Regions from separate parts of the Zea mays genome. Here regions 1 and 2 are each linked to region 3. A link is a contact called in public Hi-C data. All regions are on one chromosome and are shown on one strand. The core of a region is the stretch at or near the end of the contact, and the rest is flanking DNA. Distances in the headings are between cores, read along the strand shown.

Region 1 (3,992 bases), core at 97-2,596, 480 kb after region 3:
TGCAATAAGATTTGTAATGTACACCAAGATGCACTTTTTTTTTCTCAATTTGCCTTTCATATACCCGTGCTTATGCTCATACAAGAAGACGATGGTCCAAAACAATGTGTTGAGCATTTAATCACCAAAACAAAATATAAATGGCCCAAGGGCACATTTCTCTTTCAGTCATGGCTCGCCCGAGGCCAATCTCGAATAAGCAGTGCATTTCTGACTCGCCCAAGGGCATCTCGAGCGATGCTATAGAAAGTGCCTAACTCCGCCGACCAACTATATAAGACGGACCGACTGACCAACTCTCCACCGACCAACTACGCCGACCAACTCTGTGAAGCGGAATAGCTGACCAACTTTCTAATGACTAACTCTCCGATGACCAACACTGTCGAGCAACCCGGCGAGGCAAAAAGATCTAATGCCAGCGCTATTGATCCACGTCGGTTACGACGGGACGCACCACCATCAAGCCACGTCCGGACATTCGCACAACATGCTGAATGGGCACCGAGGTCTCTATAGTAATTAGGGGTACCCAGATCACAACCATAAAGTGTCTAGACACTTGAGTAAGAAAGGGTAATAAGCAAACATACTCCCAACCTTACCAAGGCATGAGAGACCTAAGTCACGACTCGATCGAGGCCAACCTCGGACTGGAGACGCAGTCACGACTCGCCAGAGGCTACCCCGGGTGGGAGACGCAGTCAAGACTTGTCCAAAGCCATCGTTGGGCGAGACGCACTCACGACTCGCTCGAGACCAACTTCGGACGGGAGACGCAATCACGACTCGAACGAGGCCAACCCCGAGCGGGAGACGCAATCATGACTCACCCAAGGCCAACCCCCGGGCGACAGACGCAGTTACGATTCGTCGAGGCCAATCTCGTGCGGAGACACAGTCACGGCTCGCCCGATGCCAACCCCGGACAAGCAGCACATTTCCAACTCGTCCGAGGGCCGAGGGCATCTCCAGCGATGCTCCAATTGGTGCTCAACTCCGCTGACCAGCTCTGTAAGACGGACCGACTGATCAACTCTCTGCTGACTAACTTTACGAGATGGACCAGCTAACCAACTCTTTAATGACCAACTGACTCCGTGGCTGCAAGAATCTCCAATACTGTGTTTGATTGCCGATGCACAAGCGTCACTGCAAGAATCGCCGGCAACGTTACTCCGGGCCCAGACGGAAGACAAAGATGCGCCGTGGGCCTTCGAACCGATTGGAGCAAAGAGCCGTGAAGTGTAAAATGGGCCCAAAGTAGGCTACCCGCTTCCATGCACCGAAACAATATTTGGTGGGCCGACTTGATATCATACGAGCTTCTCGGAGCCTCTGCCTTTCCGAAAGCCGATAGCCAGGCCATTCCGCACCGCCAAAATTGCTCCGCGCGGGAATTCCAATTTCCTCCCCACCTCCGCCCGCTTCCCAGTTCCCAGTGCACAGCCGATTCGTCTCCATTCCTATCTTCTCCCATTCCCTCCCCAGTCCGACCTCCGACCCCCCATTTCGTCGCCGCCGCCGTACTCGCCGAGAACCCGCCCCAAATCCATAGGCCCATCCCTTACCCATTAACCCCCAATGCCTCCGAAGAAGCGCGCCGCCGCCGCCGCCTCTTCAAAGAAGCCGCAGCCATCGCAGCCATCGCAGCCCGCCAAGTTCGGTATCCTCCACTTCTTCGAGCGCCAGACCCAGGCCTCCCAGAACGCCAAGCGCCAGAAGCCCGACCCCCCTGCGCCTCCCCCTCCTCCTCCGCCGCCGCCCGAGAAGGAGCCCTCGGAGGTCTCGCCGGAGGTTACCAAGACGCTGGCGCCGAAGCGTGTCAGATTTTCTCCCGGAATGGTGAGCGTTAGCAGCCGCCGTCTGCTTTGGCTGTAGTTTGGGTGGAATATTTTTTCACCTTATGGGTTCTTGCGGTTCAGTTGATTAAGCAGAGCCAGGACGATGGGGTCGCGGAGGTGGTGACTTGGAAGATCTCGCCGGTGAACCATCGCCTTGGTACGACGAAGTCGAAGCAATTTCTGGGGATGGCGCCCCATCCGTACTCAAGCGAGGTATACTAATGCGTTTCTTTTGCGCAAGTATGGGCCAGTACGGGCTTGCGCTATGTGCAATTAGGAAGCCTGTATTTCCGTATTGCATGTGCTGGAGTTATTGTACGGCCAGTTGATGCGGTAAATCAAATTATCCATTTATGGTTTCTGATTTGTGTTTCTTATGTGTCATTGACATGGTAGAAAAATTCCTCCCTTGATGCTATGAAGAAGTGGCATTCATCTCCATTGGGCTTGTCAAGGTGTACTACTTTGGGAAGTAATTCAGGAGTTCTTGGATCTGCTATAGTTGGTTGTGATGGTGTGGGGGATACTCAGAGTCCATTTCGGACCCCACCATCGCTTTCCTATGGCTGCAACGAGGTACATTGGTTATGCGCTTTGTTATAGTGCATGTTGTCAGCTAAATGTGAGTGCCAGTCATTTTGATAGGTAACCTTCTTGTTCCTTGAGCAGCAAGTGAGCAGTGGTGTAACTTCTGAGGGAGGTGCCGAACCATCGGGAGCAGGGCAGCACAAAAAGGTGACTAAATGCGATCTCCAAAGAACTAGAGTACTAGTTCCAGAAAAAAATCAGCTTAGAGTCAAATTGTTCTCATCGCAGGCATTACTTGATCTTCTAGACCAAGTAGAGGATGCAATCATGGAAGAAGAATTGCCTGCTGATCCTGGAAATAAAGGAGGGCAAACCACGAATGAGGATATCACCAACAATAGCCGTTCTCCTGTTGCTGATACTGACTTAACTATCCCATCCAAGAAAACTATTCATGTCCCACCCTTCAATAGTTTTCTTGTCTTGGAGGTTTACCTTATAACTTCCTCTTGTTGGTTTAAGTTCACGTGAAACAGTTCTCCTATAGTGAAAAATAAGAATTTTCGTGTGTTACTTTACCTTTCAGGTGTCCGAAAAACATAAAGCTGATGATTCATCATGTGATCGCTACCCTGTTAAGGTGTCTGCCTTCTTTACATTTACGCGTGAGATAAATGTGTGATAGCCATTCTTATATTGACAAGCAATTGATTATTCTGCCAGGTTCTGCGTCTGCTGAATGAACACTCTGGTACAGAATGTGCCGTGCATCTGTGTGATGAGTGGTCAGTACAGAATTACCGTCCCCCCCGCCCCCCCGAACAAACACCTCCAATTGTTTGAAAGACAACTTTGCCTTTTTTTTAATTCCTGACTTAAGCCTTTGGTGTTTACTTCAATTGGACACTGTAAGGGCATGTTGAATATAGGTTCCATGGTTCTTAAGATGTGTTATCTGCATCGGCAGTGTTATTAAAAAGGCGCGCCTTTGAAGCGCTACTGAGGTGGTAAAGCGCTGTAACGTTTTACGAATCGACGTAAAACACTCGTTTTAAGCGCTAAAGCGCCACTTTTTAGCGTTAAAACGCTCTGGGCCGTAAAAAGCCCACATTTTGTCGCTTTTCAGATTTCCAGCCTAGCCCATTTCTCCTAACCTAAAACAGGGATGTCCTTCTCCTTTGTCACGCAACGTCCTTCTCCAGCCGTGACAGACCGCGAGTTAAAACTCGCTTAAATGTTTTAAAGTTAAAAAGTTCTCATGAGCGATTCAGCGTTTTATCGCTTTAATAACCTTGTGTATCGGAAGCCTTTACTTCCACCATCAGCTTCTTTGAACTTTCTGATCCAACTGTTGCAGGTTCGACAGTATTGTTGGGCCTGGTGATACTGTAAATGTCATTGGAGAATTTAGTAACCATGGAAAATGTATTGTTGACCATGACAATAATCTTGTTATTGTCCATCCAGAGCAACTCATTTCCGGGACACGGGTTAGTACTATCACTTGTATGCTCCAACAACATCATATCCTAACCATAAACTGCATATCCTAAAAAAAATCTATATTTAAAGCATGCATTCATCTGTTTTTTTTCCTACAATATATTTTGATAATTAGTG
Region 2 (4,106 bases), core at 1,424-3,923, 360 kb after region 3:
AGGCATCATCACATCACTCTTCCGCTAAGCAAACACGGTGGCACTACAGAGATAGGCTGAGCTGCATAGTGTATACTTACACATTACATTGTCTTGCTGCAGTATGCTCATATCTGTGTTTTCCTGCAGCAATATGATACTATGGCTCACAAGTAGACGACTGATGTTCTGAACAATCTTTAGGCGTCTCTATTTTCAGGAATGAAACACCATCTGAAATTTAACAGATAAGTACACTGTTACTTGCTCATACTGCAGAATTGAAACAAAACCTCCTGACTCTACAGCTACACATAAGTACAGAATTGAAACAAAACCTCCTGACTACATCAAAAGGTGCAAAACCCACCCAGATGCTCAGCGCAACAGTGGATAATCTACAATTGAAAACTCATACTCAACGTCCATTTCGGCAACCGAAATTGCCACCGGCCTATTGATGTAAAAGATGACCAGGACACCATATGTGAGGGGGGAAAAACAGTCTCAACTGAGCAGGTTAAGTAGATCACCAAGAAAAGTGAACGAAACATGCTCAACTGAAATCTAACACCTCACGATCACAGTTGTCTATTTTCATACCGATCAAAATCCAAACACCTGACGTCTGATGACTGCTTTCTCTCTCTTTTTTTCGGTCAAGATCTGACGTTTTCAGATCATGCAGCAATTAAGGAGTTCTGCAGAGAGGCGAGAGCTTACTCAAGAAAAATGGAGAAACATATCTTGGCCTTGTATTTGCAGTAGTGGTGACAGTGCTCTGGCCGGAGCCCGAGCTCCTCCGCGATGTCGGCGATAGGGAGTGGCTCGACGGGATGTAGATGTCCGCCGGCACCAGCGATGCCACATCCGGCCGGATCGTCTGGCTTGGCATCTCAAGCAGCAGCGGCGGCGAGGCGACGGCGCTGAATTTCACGACGACGGTTTGGGCACCGTCGATCGCGGTGAATTTGGCGCGCAAAGAAAGCCCGCTCACGCGCAAACCAGAGTACGCGCGCGATCCGAAGCCGTACAACGCTCGTCGACTCCACCTCGGACCACAAGCCCTTGCCGCCGGTGGGACTGGATAAAGACGGGCATTGTTGCTACTTGATCGGAGAATCTCAGAACGCAACAAGAATTCGAGCACGAAAACACTGGGTACGGGGAGCTTCTTCCTTTCTACAGCGTTGCAACATGTTCCGCTGACAAACGGCACCGTTAGAAATGTCGGCGCCCACGTGTCAGTGGAACAGTTTGCGAGGCCTAAATGCTTTTTCCCATAGCTTTCATGTCAAGGTAAAATGAAAAGGGAGAGAAAGAAAAGAAGGATAAAACCCCCGAAATGTAATGGTCGTGTAAGATTTTGGGGGTGAAAATGGACTGAACAAGTGGGAGAACGGTGAGAGAGAAGTTTATGTTTACAGGGGTCAGTCACAGTGACAGGGAGACGATGAATTCACCGGAAGCGGCCACCATCGGCGAGCTTCCAGGAGCGGCAATGGTGGAGCGAGGCGCTGGACGTGAGCGGGTGGAGTGGCGACGGGCGGAGATCGCCGGAGACGATCGCGTCCGGCGGGTGGCCGCCACGGAGGTGCCTCGCCATGCTGGGCCGCACGAGCGGGCTGATGCACATCGAGAACCCCGAGACACCGGCCCCGGGCGCTCCCAGTCCCGAGCGGCGGCGGCACGGGGTTTTCCGCATCGGCGACGGCGAAGGCAGCCACAGCGACTCCGCTGGGGAAGTGCACTCCTCGCCGTCTCCGTCGGTGTACCTCACAGGCGAGAGCCCCCGGCCGCTGATCCCGCGGCACGAGCGCCGCGGCGGGGATGGCGGCGGCAAACCGGCCTCTCTGTCCTTCCTCCCACTACGGCGGGAGCGCGGCACGATCCCCGCGAGCCACCACGAGGACCTGTACTTCGCCCCCTCCTTGTCGCGGCGTTTGTCGTCCTCCGACCTCTGGCCGAAGAGCGCGGCGAGCACGGAGAACCTGCCGCGCCGCCTCCGGAACCCGATGTCTCCGTCCTCGAACCCGGCTCCTGATCCGGCGCCGTACGCGGGGCCGACCTGCGGCGTCCGGAAGAAGAGCAGGCTGCCCGGTGGGCGCCCCCGCGGCGCCGACGCGTCGGACTTGCGGCGGCACACGTACGGCGACACCGACCTCGGGAACACCGGCTCGGGCTCCTGCTCCTCCGGCGGGGGCGGGGGCGGGGGCAGCGAGGACGCCGCGTTCTGCGCGGCGGCGAGCGCGAGCAGGCGGTCGCGGAGGCACGGCGCGCAGACGCCGACGCCGCCCTCGTACGGGTGCCTGGCGCACCTCATCGTCGATCTCCCCTTGCCGCTGCCGTGACCATTAAACGAGCTCTGTCCCTTTTCGTTACTCGAGGCTGTCTGGTGTCTGCGTAGTCAGCTCCTCCTCCAGTGGTGGAAGGGTAGGGTAGGAGTATCTTCTCTGCGACCGGCTCTCTCTCCTCTGTGCACTGCAGCGCGATTGGAAATTTCGATTCCTCGCTCGAGGACGGTGTTTAAAATATGGCTGGATCACGTGAGAAGGCGTGCGTGCGTGCGTGCAAGAAAGGAAGAGATGGTTTGCGGTAAACGAGCTGGTTTCGTTTCAGTAACCGTGCTCAGACCCCGCATGCAAACCAGTACGGGCAGCAGCACTAGGTTTTCGTGTCCCGATGGCGGCAGCGCGTGCACGCGTGCTCCGCCCGCGTGGGATGGATGCGCTGCACTGCACGCTTGGCTAATGCAAGTCCGGATCTATCCGTATGCTAAGCACCCTGTAAATCCATGTATGCTTATTGCTTAGTACTCCCTCCGGTTTCCTATTAGTTGTCGTTTTGGATAAGGTTCGAGTCAAACTTATAAATTTTTTACTACAAATAACTATTTTGTTATTTAGTTTTGGAACCTAATATTTATATGCGCCAATTTATCATAAAAAGTACTTTTATAAAAGTATAAATGTATTAAGAGTTCATTTGTATTTTAACAAAAAATATTGGTCAAAGTTATATTTTGGAGACCGTGTCGTTGTCCTAAACAACAACTAATAGGAAACCGGAGGGAGTACTACTGATCCATGTACTGTACGCAGTGGCTCGTACAGCGTGCAACCTGTGCATCCAACGGGAGCTGTGCACGGCGCGTCGGCGCCGTATCCTGTACGGCTGACCAGGCCACGGGCGAGCTTAGCAGTACCACTGCACTGCACTCCGTGAGTCCGTGTCGTCCGTGACGCCCAAAGCGACGGGCCAGGCGAAGCGATCGTCTCCAGCGTTCTCGAGCTCTCGCCGGCCGTCGACGAGCCAGCTCGCGGGCGGGAGAACTCGACGACCACGACGCAGGTCCACTTCCGAGCCGAACCTTCCTGCACCTGCACCTGCAATTGACCCGGCGAAAACGAAGCGTGATCGACGCTGCGCCGGGCAGCTTTCTCGTGCCCTCGGGTTACAGAATGCAGAATAATCCTTATCTGCCGCATTCCCGGCAGCAGCAGCGCCACACAAACACGGTGTGACGGGCCCGCTCGGTCACACACTCGACACAGCACGGGCCATCGAAAGCTTCCCACTACTAGCCGGAGTTTCTTCTCCGACGGAGTCAGCACTCAGCAATCACGTACATCTCACCTGGTTTCTTCCCACCAACACTACCGGAATCAGCTTCTTTGCCGTGTGTTCTAAACACACGGCAAAGGCTATTTTACACTCGGCAAAGCCTTTGCCGAGTGTAACACTCGGCAAAGAACGCTCGGCGAACTGTACATCGGCAACAGCTTCTTTGCCGAGTACTTTTTGTCGGGCACTCGGCAAAGACTTTGCCGAGTGCCATTTGGCACTCGGCAAAGAAAAGTCACCGTCACGGCGCCAAGTGACGGTGACGGATCCTTTACCGAGTGCCAACGGCGACACTCGGCAAAGACTGGTCTAGTGGACCCCACAGCCAGTCTCTGTGCCGAGAGCCCTAGTAGGCACTCGGCAAAGGAGGTTTCTTTGCCGAGTGTCTGGTGGACTGGCACTCGGCAAAGAACCCTCCAGTGGGCCCCTTTGCCAGTCCCTTTGCCGAGTGCCTTGGCAACGGCACTCGGCAAAGACATCTTTGCCGGTTCCCAGGTTTCCTT
Region 3 (3,616 bases), core at 436-2,935:
CTGACACTGAGCAGGTCACGGCGCCACCAATGGCGCAAGGGGTTTAAACAAAAAGCACAAACCCATATACGTAACTGTAGCGGTGGTAGTTCGTGGTGGTAAGAGGGGGTCTGATCTCTTGGTTTTGGGGAGGGGGAGCGCGCATACGTGAGAGCTCGTTTGTGAGCTTTTTTTTTTCTTCTTCACGGTGTTAGCCGGCAAGGATTGACCCGGCCCGGGCCTTGGGAGGCCTCGGCGGGGAGTCCACGTCCTTGGGGGATGGAGCTCCTCTCGGCGCCACGTTCTTGGGTTTGCTCTCCTTCCGCTCCATCTCCTCGTCCATTTCGATCTGCTCCCTCCTGCAATCCTCGGTGCAGAACGGGATGTCACCTCTGCACAAGAGACACAGGGGCACCCATATAAGATTAATCCAGATTAACAGGCTTGGGAATTGGGATGTCATGAATAGATATCTTTGGATGCCTGCACCACCTTTTTTTGAAAAGAGAAAAATGTGCACCACTTGTACTCGTGCAACAAAACCATTGAATCAGTGTTATAGATGAAATTAAAAAGGGGTATACGAGACCCATGGCAGAGTAGCTTCAACATGCCCACATATTCATGGAACTGGCGATAGCCACAACGCGTCATTCAGGAATACTATACTACTGCCTTACCGCCTCACAGGTACCAAACCAATAAAGCTCCCGTGCTTAGCAGCGAAGCTTTTTTCCGATTACCAACTTCCATATATAAAAGAACAAACGAGAGAGGGTATTCCGTGGTAAATTGGCAGGAGCTCACGGCATGGCCATAAATAAGCGCACCAATTTAGGGTCCCAGGAATTTAATTGATTCACGCGCAAAAGCAACCTGAACAAACACATCAAGGGCGACAAAACCATCCCACCAACACCACATCGGAAAGAGGAAAAGGAGCTCTCAGCTCTCACCAATTTTTTCGTGCCACTAGTATACTTTTCTTTTTAATCTGGCCTGGACGTTCGAACTAAACCGCGGAAGAAAAGGAAAGTTATGAGAAATAATACGTCCGCCTCCCACTTTTTCCGGCAGACGATTCGGCAGTCAAATTCCCTGCTCTTCCAAGGGAAAATACACCTTCCAAAGACGTCGGAAACGTCCATACCACGGGACCCGCCGCAGAAATTCCCAAAACCATCCCTCCCAACAGAGAGCGTAAAGCAAGACGAGCGGCACAGGGCCAGGTAGCGGTAGCGCTAGCGCTAGCGGTAGCCGTAGCCATGGCGGCGGCAGAGTGGCGAACCTGTACATAAATATGTCGCGGTTGCTGGGGAGGGGCTTCCGGCAGAGGAAGCAGGCCTCCAAAAAGTGGCCCAGCGGCAGGCCTCCGGCTCTCGCCCCAGCGCGTCCACCACCTCCTCCTCCTCCTCCTCCCGACGCGGCCACCAGCTCGTCCTCCACGCCAGAGCTGACGAGCCGGGTCCACGCCGCCGCGGACGCGCCGCCCCCGCTCCCTCTCCAGCCCCCTCTTCCTCCTCCGCTGCCGGTCCTACCCGCGACGCTGAGGCCCAAGTCCATCGGCGGCGGTGAAGAGGAGCCCACCCCTGGACTGGATCCACCTCCCCGCCCCGCGGGCGCGGCTGGTCGGTGCGATCGGGCCCGGACCCGTTCGGTGGCTCGCGTGTTCGTGTCCGCGCGGCGGTGCGAGGGGGAGGGGAGAGATGGACGGTGTGCTGTATCGGTGTGTTTAAAGGGGAGACAGGAGGTGGAGTGGTTTTATGAAGTGAGCGTCGAGAGGGGGTGGGTGGTGGGTCCAGGCGGCCCCAGTGCGTGGCCCACCTGGCAGTGTTGGTTAGTGGGATTCGTTGCCTCGCGGGACCACCTCGGCACGGCTCGGCTCCCAGGGTTGCTTTGCTCCACGACCACGATCACGACGAGGGACGAGCAGAGGAAGGCAGCAAGCCTCCTCCGCCTTCCGGGCCTTTTTTTTATCCCTTCTGTTTTTCTCGGACGTTCTTTTTCGCCTGGGGATTGGGCCCGGTCGCTCGGGCGCCTGGGTTTTGTTTTAGGCCCGGTCCCGTATCGAGGTTCGACGCTCGTGTGGAACTTCTGTAACTGTTCAGTGGGGACAACTGGGTTCGGGCCGACTTGACAGTGTGATTATATGGCTTTTATACACTTTGCGGGTTTACGCGTTGCACTGGGTTCTTCGGTTCTTATACAATCAGATCTTATATAAGTCATGCAAGCGAGACAAAAAACAGAACCGCTCCGTTCCAGATTACCAAACACAGAACAGAGCGGCTCCGTTCCTAGAATCAGGGATAGAACGGCTCCGTTCTATTTGGCTCCTCAACCAAACACTACCTTAGTTCATGATCCAACCATATATCATATTTAACATTTAAACCTTTCCACCACCGATTTATGTAGATTTATAAAAAATCCCCTAACAAACCATGATTATATCTACGGTTGAAATTTTGAATCATGATCTAACAAACCAACATGTTCACTTGCACACTTGCATATAAGGTCTGATTGCATATTAGTTGTTGTCCTAGCTACCACCTCCATCTGCGACGCAGAGGTGCGGATCGATCTATAGTTGTTCAAACAATGGGTCAAGTTCGGATTAGATCAAAGTTAGGATATGAGTCGTTTAACATGGTCTAATCAGTCTATTCCTGTTTAAACGCCGGGTTAAGTTTGTAGAAGGCAAAAATTAGGTTATGAGTCGGTTTTTCGACTCAAACACAAGTTTATTGTCATTTCGACATAGCAACGAGCCACTAACAAGATTCTTTTTATGAAGAGGACATGTTGCACGCTCTTCAATAGCACCGTCTTTTCCGAAGTAAACTTCAGAATGATTGTACCAACACCAAGAACACGCACATTTGATTCGTTCCCCATCAGCAAGGCTCTAGCTCCATTGCACTGACAAGAAGAAGACAAAGAAATATCAGCACACACATGAATGTTAGAACCAGTGTCAGCCCACCACTCAGGGGACTAACACACCGAAAGAACAGTACGTAAAAGATTATCATACCTCGATGTTCCTTTTGAGGTCTCGCTAACAACCATATTTGATGTTTTCTTCTCTTGAACTGATTTTTTCTCTTGCTTGATTTTGCGGTCTGGACAAGCGCTTGCCCAGTGATTAGTACTCCCGCAAACAAAGCAACCAGCTCCTTTATTCTTCTTTTTAAACGAGGTTGTATGCTTGGGTTTCGTGGCATTCTGTTGCTTGTTCTTTCTTTTATTATTATGTGACACATTGGAGTTCTTCTTTTGTACCATATTGGCACTAGAAGTCTCAACTCCTTTTACACAAGTGCCTTTTGCTCTCGCCATCTCCTCAACATCAAGAGACCCAATAAGCTCAGACACGCTAAACTCTTGTCTCTTATGTTTTAGAACGATAGCAAAATCCGTCCAATAAGGTGCCAACTTAGCAATAATACCGCCAGGCACAAACTTGTCAGGCAAGACATGGGAACTATTCGAGTTCCTTAGCCAGTGCCTGTATTTCATGAGGTTGTTCAACTATAGGACGATTCTCTACCATCTTGTAGTCAAACAACTGCTCCATGATGTACAACTCGCTACCAACATCAGAAATACCGAACTTCTCATCTAATGCGTC

What was found. A called contact is a pair of places that touch in the nucleus more often than the background predicts.
Region 1: a contact with region 3 is called in a Hi-C map of endosperm, with 3 times the contacts expected there. The contact joins the promoter of LOC103648427 here to the promoter of LOC100276205 in region 3. A contact is called at or near these places in 2 of 25 Hi-C or Micro-C datasets (ear and endosperm).
Region 2: a Hi-C map of bundle sheath shows a contact between it and region 3, with 2.8 times the contacts expected there. The contact joins the promoter of LOC109943965 here to the promoter of LOC100276205 in region 3. A contact is called at or near these places in 3 of 25 Hi-C or Micro-C datasets (bundle sheath, endosperm and tassel).

Annotation. Positions count from the first base shown.
Region 1 is chr2:14,551,803-14,555,794 of Zm-B73-REFERENCE-NAM-5.0, reverse strand. It overlaps LOC103648427 (DNA replication ATP-dependent helicase/nuclease JHS1), which reads left to right and starts at 1,346. Exons shown (of 34, transcript XM_020548161.1): 1 at 1,346-1,845; 2 at 1,926-2,057; 3 at 2,241-2,420; 4 at 2,514-2,579; 5 at 2,661-2,861; 6 at 2,959-3,012; 7 at 3,096-3,157; 8 at 3,730-3,862. The coding sequence starts at 1,585.
Region 2 is chr2:14,675,170-14,679,275 of Zm-B73-REFERENCE-NAM-5.0, reverse strand. It overlaps LOC109943965, which reads right to left and starts at 2,673. Exons shown (of 2, transcript XM_020548170.3): 1 at 703-2,673; 2 at 1-213. The coding sequence starts at 2,302. The coding sequence ends at 1,439.
Region 3 is chr2:15,035,580-15,039,195 of Zm-B73-REFERENCE-NAM-5.0, reverse strand. It overlaps LOC100276205, which reads right to left and starts at 1,685. Exons shown (of 2, transcript NM_001371537.1): 1 at 1,268-1,685; 2 at 1-371. The coding sequence starts at 1,542. The coding sequence ends at 191.